2 separate regions of the Rattus norvegicus genome follow, and region 2 is linked to region 1. Evidence: chromatin contacts called from public Hi-C data. All regions are on one chromosome and are shown on one strand. The core of a region is the stretch at or near the end of the contact, and the rest is flanking DNA. Distances in the headings are between cores, read along the strand shown. Region 1 overlaps Sppl3 (signal peptide peptidase like 3). Region 2 has its middle 23 kb from the start of Hnf1a.

Evidence for each region. A called contact is a pair of places that touch in the nucleus more often than the background predicts.
Region 2: a contact with region 1 is called in a Hi-C map of liver, with 4 times the contacts expected there. The contact joins two enhancer-like sites. A contact is called at or near these places in 12 of 12 Hi-C or Micro-C datasets (the A7r5 cell line, the Rat2 cell line, Schwann cells and 7 more) and 1 of 1 datasets of contacts at active chromatin or transcription factors (oligodendrocytes).

What each region holds. Positions count from the first base shown.
Region 1 is chr12:47,194,509-47,202,361 of GRCr8, reverse strand. It overlaps Sppl3 (signal peptide peptidase like 3), which reads left to right. Exons shown (of 11, transcript XM_003751200.5): 3 at 2,796-2,884. Among named protein-coding and RNA genes, the nearest start is that of Acads, 44 kb to the right of the region's middle. Within about 2 kb of position 5,176, at least 1 of the 93 cell types and tissues checked has an H3K27ac peak or open chromatin away from gene starts, as enhancers often do. A contact at or near this core is called in liver, where this site is marked.
Region 2 is chr12:47,279,580-47,287,432 of GRCr8, reverse strand. No RefSeq gene overlaps it. Among named protein-coding and RNA genes, the nearest start is that of Hnf1a, 23 kb to the left of the region's middle. Within about 2 kb of position 4,737, at least 7 of the 93 cell types and tissues checked have an H3K27ac peak or open chromatin away from gene starts, as enhancers often do. A contact at or near this core is called in liver, where this site is marked.

The sequences.
Region 1 (7,853 bases), core at 3,927-6,426:
AAGTTGAAGAACATGTTTGGTTACATAGTCTGACCACCCTGTCCCGCACATCCTGTCCCCTCCCAAAACAGACAAACAAACAATTAGAAAACACAATCTCTACCTTATTATTTTATTATTCTGGCACTCAGAACATTTCTGGCCACAATCAGAAGACTCCCCCCCGACCCCCTTATATGCACTGATGATACTCTGTTGGCCAAGGACAGTATTTCTTGGCTATACAGCCCAGGCTGGCCTCAAACTTGCCGTTTCCTGGGTCTTCGTCTTTTTTTTTTTTTTTTTTTTTTTTTTTTGGTTCTTTTTTTTTCGGAGCTGGGGATCGAACCCAGGGCCTTGCGCTTCCTAGGCAAGCGCTCTACCACTGAGCTAAATCCCCAACCCGGGTCTTCGTCTTGAATGCTGACTGTGCATCACTCATTGGAGAGTCATTCATCTCCTAAAGCTTGACCTGCAACTACTTCTGTTGAGTCCTAGATGGTAAGGATCTCCTCCTATAACTCTGGCTGGTTCAGACTTTGGATACCAACTTGCAGTTCTCTTGCCTCAGCCTCCCAGCTGCTGGGATTTTGGACATGTGCTTCCACCATGTCCATTTCCTTCTTTCTGGTATTCGTTTTTTACTCTATCCTTGTTTATATATTTGTATGTGAGTAATTTTTGTTTGTGGCAATTGTGGAAGACATCTTGGTAGAGTTGATTCTCTCTCTTGATATTTATGTGGATCAAATTCATAATCAGGCTTATACAGCAAGCTCTTGGCCTGCTAAGCTTTCTTATAGCCCATGTTGCTCATTTAAACATTGATTTCAGTAACCCAAGTGTGCTCTTTGTTAAGCAAGTAGCCAGGGTGCAGTTTGAATGGAATGTGTGGCAGTAACATTGGGTGTATAGATACACATCATATCATGTTATTGTAGAGCAGTAACACGATTATGGTGGTGAGACAGGTCTGGCTGGGGTGAGGAGGGTGGTCATATGTGCAGTCAGGACAGACTGTTCAAGGGCTAGCCAAGTACTGGGCAGTCTGTAGAGTTAATAAGTTACCGAGTAAGTTAGGGCACAGTCGTCCTGGTGGCCTGAGACAGAAGTCTTCCCACAAAGGCAGCAGTTAAACAGCTGAGGTCTGCTGTGGGCTGTGCAAGTGTACTGGGCTGTGACAGGATCCTAGCCCAGCCCAGTGATCAAACTCTGTAAAGCTGGAAAATAAAGCACTTGCCACCTTGAACAGATAGATACACAGCCCTCCACTTCACTCAGGTAGATTTCTTGTGTTGTGTAGTGGTAACCCCAAGGATCAAACAAGGCTTGAAGTTCAGCAAGACTCAGGCAACTAGAAGCCCATAGTAGTTACACAAGACCTCCCAGCATCAGGAGGCAGAGACAGGCAGATCTCTGTGAGTTCAAGGCCAGCCTGGTTGATACAGAGGAACCCCGTCTAGTGGGGACATGGGAGGGTGACCACCTCTATAGCACCTCAGCTGCTGCCTTTGACACCATCTCTGCAGCAGGGCTGGCAGCAAGATGAAATAAATGTACTTGTGTGTGTGTGTGTGTGTGTGTGTGTGTGTGTGTGTGTGTGTGTGTGTGTGTGTGTGTTCCCAGCAGAGACACTGGTAGAGAGAGAGGAAGACAGAGCCCACAAATGCAGTTTAAGGTAGCAGTGTCTTTCATTCTGTAACAGTACAAAGCAAGCAGGAAGAAAATGAGCCAGCACAGTGAGTGTGGGCTAATGTCCTCCTCCCTCATGGGCTTATGCTGTACGTGCACCCGCATGGATAGGCCAGAAGACTGTGGTTTTCCTCACTCCGTCTCTACTGAACCTTGAGCTCATCAGTTGGGCTGGATTGGCTGACCTAGATTGTGCGCCACACCCCAGTGCGGAAGGACAGATGTGTGCCATCACATCCAGCTTTGACATGGCATCTGTTGCACAGCAGTCTGGACTGAGCAAGTATTCTTTATTAGCTCAGTCTGTCATTTGTGAAATGCCTCAACAACAAAACATGCTCTTTCTTTAATATCTATTGAGATATTTGCTGATATTGGGCATGTCAGAAGACATGAAACAGGTTGGAATGTGTAACACATAGTCCTACCATAGCAGATACATTGTAGCGTAGATGGCTCAGGCAACAGAAACCTGCCTTCTCAGAGCGCTGGAGACTGAACTGGAAAAGCAGGTGTGTGGTTGGACTGTCTGCTGGACGGACTGACCCAATTAGTGTCAGCCCCTCAGTGCACGAGGCTCCCAGCCTTGTGCATCCAACCCTGCACTGTTACCTGACTTTTGACTTTAACTGTTCTGTACAAGCCCCCTCTCACCAGTCACATGATTTGCAGGTATTTTCTTCCATCTCATGAGTGGCCTTTGTTTGTTTGTTTGTTTGTAATTGTGTTGTTGGAAGCACAGGTGTTTTCACCTGCTTTTTGCTATTTTGAGAGGGTCCTCCCTGTACCCTCTCTAAAAGCTGTCACATGGGTATAAAAGTTTCCCTTTCCAGATTTTTAATCATAGGAAAGTAATTAAGAGACTGTGGCAAGTTGAACTGCACTGGAGTGCCTTATTACAGTGGGACAGCTCGAGAAGGAACACTGAAGGGTTGTAGACGGCTTCCCAGTTGGGAAGAGGATGTCCTTTTCTTCGCAGGAGCAGCACTTGCAGCCCTGGCTCAGGACTGCCATGGCTGCTTTCTCTTACGCAGAACTGAAGCTGAATGTTAATCAATCTCTCTCTCTCTCTCTCTCTCTCTCTCTCTCTCTCTCTCTCTCTCTCCCCCCCCCCCCCCCCACAGGTCTCTTAATATGGACTTTGAGAACCAAGATAAGGAGAAAGACAGCAGCAGTAGTTCTGGCCCTTTCAACGGCAGCAGCACCAATAACAGTAAGCCGTGTCCTGTGCTCCTCGATAGCCTCACCCCACCCTCACCCCATGCGCTCACCGCAGCTGACCTCTCCGTACCTCCAGTCCCTCACTCACACGTGATCCAACAGTGCGATCCAATCTGTACCCTGCCGTCTGCTACACTTTGTGCTCTAAGTCTAACGCCGCCGGTTGCCCAAGTACGAGGAGCTTGCACCTGCTGCCGCTGCCGAGGTCACTCCTTCCCCATAAAGCACAGGCCATGTCCATCCGCCCGTGACCTTGCTAGCTGTTCTCCCGATGACTGCTTAATTACATATCTCTGAGAGAGTACATTCAAGTGCTTGGAGAGATAAGTGTTAGGATTGTCACCTGATTCAAAATATCCCACAAGAATACAAATCCTTTTTAAAATAGAGATGAATCTGTACACAAGTTATCATTTATCCATACAGTGGAATATTATTTCATATTTCATAATGAAGCACTTGGGGCCAGGGAGAAGGCCTAGTCAGAAAAGTGCTTGTCCCACAAGCATGGGTCCTGAGCTCAGGTGGGCAGCACCACATAATAACCTGGGCCTACTGGCATGTGCCTGCAACCCCACCGGTGGGGGACAGGGATGAAAGCCTGCCCCTCTCCTTTCCTCTCACGGAATTCGGTCTCCTTGTACTTAGTTCCTATGTACTTCGTATCCAAATCGCACTTGCCTGGTTTTTACTTCAGATTGGGAAGTGAACACAACAAAGACAGTGAAGTAGACTCACTTACGTGGAAAGAGTCAGAGGCAGGTGGGCCTCTGTGAGTATGAGGCCAGCCTGGTCTACAGAGGGAGTTTCAGGACAGCCAGGGCTACACAGAGACTGCCTTTAAAATTGTCTGTCCATAGATATTAAAATCTTTGCATGAAATAAAGTCTGTACCAGTAATTTACTAGGAACCACATTAAACCCAGTGTGAAATCTGATTTTCAGATTGATGTATTACATAATTTATCTTCAAGCTAAGTCACATACTTGTAACTTTACTTCTTTTTTTAAATATTATTTTTTAATGTATATGAGAACACTGTAGCTGTCCTCAGACACACCAGAGAAGGGCATCGGATCCCATTACAGATGGTTGTGAGCCACCATGTGGTTGCTGGAATTGAACTCAGGACCTCTGGAAGAGCAGCCAGTGCTCTTAACCACTGAGCCACCTCTCCAGCCCCAAGAACTTTACTTCTAAAGTCCAATATGGTGCAGCATATTTGCAAATGATATAAGTAAGACAGATTATAGTCTGGCACACTGCATCACAAAATCAAAGAGAAGCATGTAGTGTTCTAACTAAAATCTCATGGAAGGAAGTATCTGCTAATGTCAGTTTTATTTCTTGTTATTTATCAGGGTCACATGAGGGTCATGCACCTCTTAGTCGTTTTCTTAAGTTGGCCTCCTGTGTCAGACTATGCACCCTTTCCATTATGCACTGAGGCCCAGACACCAAGAGAATTCACAGGTACCTATCATACAGTACAGTACAGTTCTCTTTGATGCAGACTGGAAAATACTAAGAAAGAAAATCCTCCGTGAGTCAGCACTCGCCATACAGTGCCCCATCATTTTAGGTTGAAGGACAGTATGGGAAAGGGTCTTTTGTTTTGTTTTTGTTTTTTGTTTGTTTGGTTTGGTTTGGTTTTTGCTTTTTTAAACAGGGGTTCTCTGTGTAGCCCTGGCTGTTCTGAAACTCACTAGATCAGGGTGGTCTTGAATTCAGAGATCCACCTGTCTCTGCCTCTATACAGATAAGGACTAAAGATATGGGCCACAACAGGAACTGAGGGTTGGCTCTCAAAAGATTGGTGCTTAGTTAGTGCCAAGATGTTGGCAAGAGGATTTTGGACCAGTTAAAGGATAAAGTGACCAGATGGAGGTGTGTGAAAGATCACAGTTGCCTTCTTCCAAAAGACCCAAGAGTGGAGGAGTTTGTGGAAGCAAACAAACATGGAAGTGAAGGAGTAGTGAAGGCCGTGGGACCCACAGCAGACATCAAAGCTCACAACTCAAACAGTGCTCTGCCCAACAGCCAAAGGTGCAAGAACCTCCAGGAGACTACAGCACTTGGCGCATTAGAACTCAGGAAACAGCCACCAGGATGGCTCAAGATGAAACCCTGGCCACACCTAGTGTAAAAAAGACCAGTCCTCTTGTGTTTCCTGGGGAGTATGTCTGTGACATGGACACAGCTCACAGACTAAGCCCCAGCGCTCCTGGGCCCAGCAGTGTGGCTCTCGGGTGCATGCGTACAGGCTCCCGTCACATCCCTGGAGCTCTGGAGAGCATGCCAGTATCAGGGCCAAAGGTGAGGTGGGACAGATAAGAGCAGATGCAACAGTTCTGGGAGAAACGGCAAAGCAGATCTGCCCCTGTCTGAGAAGCACTCGACCTGCTGCCCTTCCTCTGACACTGCCTGGGAACTGCGGGCAGTCAGGCCTCCCCATCCTCCTGTATCTGCTGCATCTGCTTTGACAGACTGTAGTGGGGAAGGCAGGTTTGAAGAATGCCTCTGCCTTCTTCAGCTGTGATGGCCAGAAGTAGTAAGAGGAAGAGAAAGAAATGGCAGGCCAGACTTGGTGGTCCAGGTCCTAGAGGCAGTCTTCCATGGCTGCTGAGCTCGCTGCCCTCACTCAGAAGGTGGGCCTGGGGGGGGAGTTTTGCTTTTCCTCTGCTGTATGCCAAACTCATGACTGCTCTTAGTATCCAGGCATAATTCCCGTTGAAGAGCACAAGAGCTGGCATGGTGGGACTGGATGAAATTTGGGAGGAAATGTCACCCCATGACACAAGGACAGCTGTCATCTCGGTGTGTGGGAACTTAAGAAGGAAAGTTGCCATAGAGCGACTTCCTCTAGCCTCAGCTACAAAGCGATACTCTGTCTCGATTCTGTCTCAAAATAGTAATAATGATATTATGGGCTGGAGATAGCTCAGTGATTAAGAGCACTGGCTGCTTTATCAGAGCCTCAGGTTTGTGCAGGTTCCGAGCGCCCACATGACGTCAGGCCAGGAGCCATCTGTAGCTCTGGAGCAGACCTCTGACCTCTGTTCATTGACGCTCTGATGCCCTCTTCTGGCCTTTGAGAGTGCTGCACAGATGTGGGAGTCATACACGCAGGCAGAGACCACACACACACACACACACACACACACACACACTGAAATATCAAAGACGTACAAAGAAGAATTACTTGTGATAGCTAAAAGTTGAGGGAAAAAACCCTAAATGTCGGTCATGGAATGGAAAGATTTTTCATCCAGTGAAGTTGTAGAACAGAACAGAGTAGAACAGTTCTTACAAAGTAGTGTTGAGTGAAAGAAGCCAGACACACATTATTTAATGTGTGTAAAGTTCCAAAACCAGGCATAGTAATGAGCATCTTAGGTGTGGGGGAAGTAATCACAGCATCTGGCTGACTGAGGAAAGAGAGTCTCCAGCTCAAAGCCAGCTGCACTTATACAGATTCTGCCTGTAGTGAAAGTCAGAATTCATGCACACAGAAAATGGTTGGAAAGAAAGTTGTAAGAAGCAGGGATTTCCATCCAGATCATCTCTGACTGCCCCCGTGTATTTCTAGTAACTGGGTCTGCCCAGAGGCAGGCAGGCAGGTAGATATCTCCCCGCCCCCACCACCTTTCCTTCCTTTATTTACACAGGGTTTCACTGTGTAGCCCTGACTGGTCTGGAACTCAGTGTGTAGACTAGTGTGGCCTAACCTCATTGAAAACCCCTGCCTTTGCTCTTCCCAGTCTAGGACTAAAGGTGTGTTCCTCCGTGCTCCGCCCAGTTCTTCATTTAATAGATAAAGGGGGAAAGCCACATAAACCCACTGCCTGATTTTAGTCCTTACACAGCCTCCAGGAATAGACCTGAGGGCCAGTAAGCAAAGAAGACAGACAGACACACATGGGAAGAAAATCTGAACAGGGCAGACAGAGGCCTCCAAAGGAGGCACTAAAGCTTGTCCAGTTGATTATATAGACTGAACAGAGAGGCAGGGCTGCTGTATACATGAACAAGGAGGTGGGGTTTATGGTACACAGCTGGATCTTAACTAATGTCAGTATGGGAGTGGTCAGTTGGAGAGGGGTCTTCACACCCTAAGCATCCCTTCAAGGAGACCATTATCTACCATGGACCCAAGGAAGGCTTTGCCATTCCGTGGAGCCTCAGCAGGGATCATCCTGTGGGTTTGAAGCACCGGGATCCTTGACATGGCCAGCCTAAGTTAAGACTTCTGACCAAGGCTTCCCACTCCCAGAACTGGACACTTGTGGAAGTCTGGAACTGTGGGGATTGGTAGGTGTACACATCTTTAATTGCCCCATTTAGACTGCCACCAAAGTAGCCATAAAAACTAGAAATGTCCCCATCTCTCCTGTCCTTAGTTTGTGATGATGTAGGGAATATCTAATCACAGGATACAATTCAGTAACAGACGTCAGTTTACACTGACCGTGTCAGTGCCTGCTGCCTGTGGCTGCCTTCACTGATAATGATGTGAGCTGGGCTTGGTGGCTCAATTGAGAGGGAGAGGTAAGGGGTGAGGAGTTAGGTCATGGTCGTGAGCTGGAAGCCAGCCTGGGTTACATAAGGCTGAGTTCCAGAGCAAGCAAAAAAAAAATTTAAAGTTTGTAAATTCCACAATTATGCTTTTTTTTAGGCTGGCTGTGTGAGGCTGTGTAAGCCTTTGTGATTATGGTTGTCATGTTTAAATGTCTTGTTTTGCTTTGCTTTGCCTTTAAATCATTGGAGTTTGGTCAGATGTCTAATTGGCTATCTCCTCCTTGTAGAACCATTGTCTCTGGTGCCCAGAAGTACAGTGGCAGCAACTAAAAGAGCCCAGTGCCGCCATCTCCTGGTTTAATTGCTGATTTCAGAAGAGGAACTGTCCTAATAGCCTCACTGTTCCTTGTATTGTTTGTTTTAGTTACCATGCTAAGATAAA
Region 2 (7,853 bases), core at 3,488-5,987, 86 kb before region 1:
GAATTGAACTCAGGACCTCTGGAAGAGCAGTCAGTGCTCCTAACTGCTGAGCCATCTCTCCAGCCCCTCCTGTGACTATTAATGACCTTGATTGTGATACTGGCACGAGAGGTGTCCATCTCTGTGGATGCTTATCAGGTTACACAGTGGAGGCTCACAAAATGTATTGGTCCAATATACATCCACAAGGCAGTGTGCATTTTATTTACTTATTTATTTATTTATTATTTCTTTCTATTTATAACTAATAATATATAATATAAATGATAAATGATACTTTATTGTATTTATTTTATTCTATTATTTTTATTTTATTATTGATATTACTTGTTATTAATTATTGTATGTGTGCACCCACGTGACTATAGGATGTTGTATCCTGTGGTGACAAATGCACTCCTGCATGTATGCAGAACTCAGAGCACCATGTGTAGGAGCCAGTTCCCGCCTTCTACCAGGGATTCCAGGGACGAAACTCAAGTTGTAAGGCACCGGTGACAAGTGTGTCTGCCTACATCTTGCCAGCCCTAGAGCTCTTTTTTACCAATGTCTCTCTCTCTAGGGCTAAGGCTGTGGCTCTGTAGGTGTACGGTACACACCCAGCAAACACGAATCCTTGGTTTTGATTCTCAACACCGGATGAAGCCAGTGTTCCCAGCACCTGGAAGGTGGAGGCAGAAGGATCTGGAACCCGAGATCATCCCCAGCTACTTGGTGAATTTGAGGATAGACTGGGCTATGAGAAATTCAGTCTTTAAAAAAAAATATGTGTGCGCTCATGGTGATGAGGACTCCGCTCAGAAGTGGAGCACTATCCAAGTTTACACGAGGCTCTTGGTTTCATCCTCGTCCCAAAGAGAAGGGGGAAAAAGAACCTTCCTCATCCGAGTATTTTCTGAGAGACTGGGGAAAGATTTTAATTACATCCAATTACGTTTTTTTCTTCCCTGCCAAATAAGTCACCACGCAGAGATGAGGCAATCAGAAGCCTTGGTTATATTTGGCTTGCATATATTATGCAGAGAGCTTGGTGTCTGTCGCAATAAATAGCCGGGCCAGGGTAATTAAGGCGGCCCTTCCAGATACCACCCAACACTTTCAGGTGAAGTAAAGCGAAGAAAGGTACAGGGCGACGCTCAGTAACGCCAGAGACCTCAGCAATCAAAATGCGTGGAACTGTCAGAGGCTGGCCAATAGGCAGGAGTAGGCGGGACTGGGCAGGTCTCTAGGGCCACATCAGCATCCTATAACTACATGTTAACGAGATCCTCCTGCAGCTCGGTGGAGATTACAAATCCCTGGTGTCTACAGCAGCTCGGTTTGCAAAGCGCTTTTCTCTGGTGCTCCCGTTTGTCTGTGTGCTCGGTAAAGACTGGCTCATTTCCAGGCAACTGAGCTTGAACACTGAGGCTCAAGGTCAGAGAATCTAAGACCCAAACCTGTAGTCAGGGCTGGCCTCAAACTCCCTCTGTAGACCAGGCTAGCTTTAAACTCACAGAAACCCATTTGCCTCTGCCTCCGGGGTAGTGGGATCAAAGGCGTGCGCCTCCACTCCCAGCAGAACACCCAAATTTACCGCTCACATGATCTGCATTCCTTCCCACTCAGACACATCTGGATCAAATAGGTTCTAAAAAAAAAAAGATTTACTTACTAGGTACACAGCGTTCTGCCTGCGTGTATGCCTGCAGGCCAGAAGAGGGCGCCAGATCTCATTACAGATCGTTGTGAGCCACCGTGTGGTTGCTGGGAATTGGACTCAGAACCTCTAGGAAGAGCAGTCAGTGCTCTTAACCACTGAGCCATCTCTCCAGCCCCAAATAGGCTTTTTTTTTTTTGTTGTTGTTGTTCTTTTTTTCGGAGCTGGGGACCGAACCCAGGGGCTTGCGCTTCCTAGGTAAGCGCTCTACCACTGAGCTAAATCCTCAGCCCCCCAAATAGGCTTTTATTCCTCCTTCCTAAAGGTCACTCCAAGAGCCAGTGTTGGTTTGGATTTGGTTTGGTCTGGTCTGATTTGGTTTTGGGTTTGGTTTTGGTTTGGTAGTTTGGCTTGTTTTTGTGTTTGTGTTTGTGTTTGGTTTTAGTTGTGGTCTGGTTTGGTCTGATTTGGTTTGGGTTTTGTTTTGTTTTGGGCTTGGGTTTGGGTTTGATTTGTTTTGGGTTTGGGTTTGGAGTTCTTTTGAGACAGGGGCTGTGTACAGAGGCCAGGCTGGCCTTAAATTAGAAATCTTCCTGCATCTGCCTGCTGAGTACTGGGAGCACAGATAACATGCCATCACACCCTAGTCTCAGCGACTTGCGTGCGTGTGCCTGAGTGTGCACAGGTGCGTGTGTATGAGCACGCGTGTGGAGGCCTGCTGACTCCTCAGGAGCCATCCACTGGGTCTTAGCATGTGTGGAGACACTCCTACAACTAGCACACGTGGAGGTCAGAGATTGATGTCTGGGTGTTTTCCTCTATCCCTCTCCCCCTTGTTTTTCCAGACAGAGTCTCTTGCTGAACCTGGCAATCATCCTTTTAGCTGGACTGACTGGCCTAACAGCATCTCGGGTCCTTCTATCTCTGCTACCAAAGTACAAGTCACCAGAGCAGCATTTTACACGGGTCTTGGGGAATCAGAGGTAAAGTCACATGGGAAGTCCTTTATCCACTGAGCTAGCATCTCCTCAGGCCCCTGACTGGTTTGTGGACACCGGGACCTGGAAATCAACAACTGTCCAGGCCGGCCAGCCAGCAAGCCAAAGGGTTCTATTCACCCCACCCCACCCTAGTACTAGAATTACACGTGCACACTCCCGTGTCCAGCTTGCTCCCGTGGATTGCGAATGTTGAATCAGGTCCTAGGGCCCGCAGTGTGAGAGAGCTTTACAAATCCAGTCCATCGGCGATGCTTTGGAATGAGGAGAGGGATTCCAGGAGCCTCTAAGCAACATTCTAGAAACAAAGGAGTAGAGAGTCACACACACTCCAGCTACCTGCCCAGTGCAAGTTGATGTGCTTGTTTTTTTGTAAATCTATCAGCAGTGTCTCCGTGTAAACCGCGGTTATAAAACAGATACATTTTACTTTTCTTCTCCCCCCCCCCCCGCCCCCATTTAACTTGTTTATTTTCTAGGCAAGTTCTCCCCAAGGAGACCCGATTGGCTGTAAATGAACAAAGCTCTTTCTGCCTCTACCTCCCCAGTGCAGCGATTCCAGGCCAAGGCAACCAGCTACAGTTTTTTGTTTGTTTGTTTGTTTGCTTGTTTGCTTGCCTACAACAGAGTTTGACTATGCAGACTAGGCTGGCCTCTGATTCACAGATCCACCGTCCTCTGTCTCCAGAGTGCTAGGATCCACCACTCCCACAGCCCAGCTAAACTGTTTTCAGAGAGCCAGTCATGTACGAGATTTAGCTCGCAAGATGAATCTGTTTATTCATTCCGCAAGTGAATTCAGTGTGTGAGAGCGTGAATAAATAGTGAGTAGAGGTCACTGTGTATGTGCAGGCATGTGCCCAAGTGTTTGACAGGCGTGTGAACAATTCATTGTTGGAGAACAAGCATGTGAGGCGGGTCGTCTCACGCAGCGGCCTGTGTGGGCCGCCAGAACACAGTGCCATAGACAGAGACATTTTTCATCCTTCTGCTAAATTCAGGGTCAGCAACCTTGGAATGAGGCCTCTCGGCTTGTGAGTCATACATGCCCGTGGGGCTGGAGAGATCCCTCAGCTCCTGCACTGGCTGCTCTTACATGAGTCCCCTGTTCAGTCCTCAGCACCCACGTGATGGCTCACAGCTGTCTGTAAAGCCAGTTGCAGATTCCAACGCTCTCTTTTGGCCTCCTTTGGGCACCAAGCACACACAGTAGACAGACAGACATTCATACTCATACTCATTCAACGCTCATACACATAAGATAAAATAAAGATACCCTAAAACATTAAAACCTTCTAAAACAGGTTAGAAGGTGGTGGTGCCCACATTTAATCCTAGAGTTCAGGAGGCAGAGGCAAGTGGATCTCTGGGTTCAAGGCCAGGCTGGTCTACAGAGTGAGTTCCAGGACAACCAGGGCCACACAGAGAAACCCTGTCTTGAAGAAACTGAGAGAAAAAAAAAAAAAAAAAGGAGAAAAGAAAAAAATTAACCTTGAGTGTTTTCTTGAAAACCACACCTCTATCAAACATTGAGGTGTTGGGTCTTTAATATATAAACGGGGAGGGGGTACTCGTCGAAGACAAAGTCTACAACGGTTGATTTATCCCCAAGATGGTAAATCGTGATTCAATAGAGAACAGTCTAGTAAATGAGTAAGGCACACTTCTGGGTGTATCCGAGGGCTTTTCGGGGACTAATAGATTTATATCTAGAGGGTTCTGGTCTAATGAATACTTTAATTCTAAGGCAAATCACAATTTGAACAGATCATCAGGAGACTGAAGTTTGATGTTGGCTGCCGGAGGCCCCTCGAGGGTCATCATCTGTGTGTTTGGCTTGTCAGCCCTGGCGACTGAACTTGAGGTGTGCCAGGTAAGCATTTCACCACTAGGCGGGTCTCACTCCAGCCCTTTCTGTGGTCCGGTGTGGTGTTTTCAGCCACCATGACTCCAGCTGTTTGGTTCCACTCTAGCCTCCCTGCCTCGGAGCAAAGCCCTCTGAAGCTGTGAACTGAGGAACCCTCTCCTTCCCGGTTGTTTGTTCTGCTCTGAGGTTTGGTCAAAACCAGCCCCGCCCCCAGCTCACAGCGCTGTGGCTGGGGAGGAGAAAGCGATTGAGAAAGAGGCAAAGGTTGAGTGTCAGCGTGGAGGAGCAGTGAGAGCAGAACATGAGACTGTTGTCTAAATTCCGGTGGAGGGGAGTCGGCCAAGGGAACTCCAAGCCCGCACCTTGGCACTTGCCTGTAATCCCACCAGAGGCGGGAGGATCTCAAGTTCAAAGTCAGCCGGGTACAAAGAGAGACCATCTCAAGCTAGAGTACCAGAGAGCTGGGAAACTACATCCGTGGAAGAGCACAGGTCCAGCATATTGGAGGCCACAGATTCCTTCTCCAGCACTGCAAAAAAACAAAACAAAACAAAACAAAACAAAACAAAACAAAAAACAAAAAACCAACCAAACAAACAAACAAAAAAAACCATGACATGAAGAAGGTAAACAGGGCTGGCGCTTGACACCAAACCAGACGACCTGAGCTGGATGCCGGGACTAACATGGTGGAAGGAGAGAACCTACTCTGGAAAGATGTCCTTTGACCTCCACACATGTGCTCTGGCGTGTGTGCGCGCAAACACATAAAAAACAAAACCAAACCAACAAATAGACACATTGTCTTTTTAAAAAATTATTATTGTTGTTTATTATTTTTAATTTTTAAATTTTTTTATTGGGACAAATATATTTTTTTAAAAAAATGAATATATATCGTGCTCCTTTTTTTTTTTTTTCTTTTTTTCGGAGCTGGGGACCGAACCCAGGGCTTGCTCTACCACTGAGCCAAATCCCCAACCCCAATCGCGGTCCTTATTAATGTTGACTGAGCACATAGTCATCTCTGTAAATCAGGGTGGTCCCCATCCTTCTCCCACAGTCCTTCAGTAAATGTCCTTCCAAGCTAAATTTTAGACACAACCCTTCATTGTTTCTTTAGGATAGGTTCCTAGAGCCACGCAATTTCTGGGTCACGGTGTCTGTGTGCTTTTTTAGAGTCCGCAAATACACAGTCTGACAAGTCCCATGCTCTTCCTAGTGCCCTATCCTGGTTCCCAAGCAGTTGCTGATGGCTAGATGGAGTTTTTCCGTTTCTCTGACCTCAGAGGAGTAGGTACCAGTGCAGCTGGCTGAATGCCAGAGTCGAGCAGGAAGAAGCCTTCTGGATAAGTCAGGCCTGTGACTGACCATCTGACCATTCTTTTTTTTTTTTTTTTTTTAAAGATTTATTTATTTAATGTATATGAGTACACTGTAGTTGTCTTCAGACACACCAGAAGAGCCCATTACAGATGGTTGTGAGCCACCCTATGGTTGCTGGGAATTGAACTGTGGACCTCTGGGAGAGCAGACAGTGCTCTTAACTGCTGAGCCATCTCTCCAGTCCAGTACTGACCATTCTTATACAGTCACATTCATTTTAAAATAATGATTTATTTATTTATTCATTTTAAAATAAAGATTTATTTATTTCATGTATATGAGTACACTGTCATTCTCCTCAGACACACCACAAGAGGCCATCGGATCTCCATTACAGATGGTTGTGAGCCACCATGTGGTTGCTAGGAATTGAACTCTGGACCTCTGGAAGAGCAGTCAGTGCTTTTTTTTTTTTTTTTTTTCTCTTCTTTTTTTTTCGGAGCTGGGGACCGAACCCAGGGCCTTGCGCTTGCTAGGCAAGCGCTCTACCACTGAGCTAAATCCCCAGCCCCTGCCATCAGTGCTCTTAACTGAACCATCTCTACAGCCCTCATTTTGCTAAATAAAACTTGTGGCGGTGGTTTGAGGATGTGGTTGAGCTGGTAGAGTGTTTTCCTGGTATGCCTGAGACTGTGGGTTGGAACTCCGGGCATGACATAAATCTGCTGTGCTGGTATGCTTCTGTAATCCAAGTTTGGGAAGGTAGAGTAGTTCAAGACCGTCCTCAGCTATATAAGGTTGAGGTGAAAGGTAAGACCATAGGATTTGGATCTGGGACCTGCCCTGGGCTCAACAGACCCAACCAGGAGAGCTGAATCATGGGAAGTGATTTCAGGCCGGTTACAGAAAACGCTGTAACCAGTGTGTTAGCCAGGCTGTGTCAGCTGGTGTACAAGCCTTAATCAATTTGCTGGTTAACTCGGGTGTACCCAGTTAAGTTGTTTTCTATGCCTCCTTCCTGCTGGTCTACAGATGCTGTCACACCATCGGGGTTGGAGGGGCAGAGCTGGTTCTGGTTCGGGGAGTTGGCTCTGGATTGGGGAGCTGCCCAGTGACAAATCCTTTCCACATTGTCTGGCTTGGCCCAGATATACGCTACTGAATCTCATTGATCCAAGGAATGCTGATTTTTTTTTTTTTGGTTCTTTTTTTCGGAGCTGGGGATCGAACCCAGGGCCTTGCGCTTCCTAGGCAAGCGCTCTACCACTGAGCTAAATCCCCAACCCCAGGAATGCTGCTCTTAATAATTTCCTTAGTTACTCATCAGTTTTATCACGTCATCCAAAGCTCTGTTCTCAGGCTGGTGAGACGGCTCTGTAGGTGAAGGTTTCTGCTGCCAAACCTGATGACCTGAATCCTATCCCTGGGACCAACATGGTGGAAACAAGGTTGTCCCCTAACCTCCGCACGCATACAACTGTGGTACATTCTTCTCGTGTCCACCATCCAGGTAATAGATAAAAAAATTATTCCCTAAGTGTATTAAAGACTGTGAGTTCTTTGGCCAGATAATATAAGAACACAGGATAGTGTTCAAAAGATGTAAAGTCATAGAGAAAAATATTCTCCCTTACATAGTCGCCTTGGCTTCAGGGCCCCGCTCTTCTGTGGGTAAAAAAGGCAAGGGGTGGGGCACTTTGTGGTTCCTGATAGAAACTGTGAGTTTGACCTTGCGACTTTTTTCGATGCTAATGTGTTTGTATCCTTGTAAATATTTTTGAGGTTGTTCTTTAAAGTACATTTGTGTGCCTTTACCTTTATTTATTTATTTTTAAAGATTTATCTATTTATTATATATAAGTACACTGTAGCTGTCTTCAGATACACCAGAAGAGGGCATCGGATCTCTTTACAGATGGTTGTGAGCCACCATGTGGTTACTGGGAATTGAACTCATGACCTCTGGAAGAGCAGTCGGGTGCTCTTAACCACTGAGCCATCTCTCCAGCCCCCTTTACCTTTA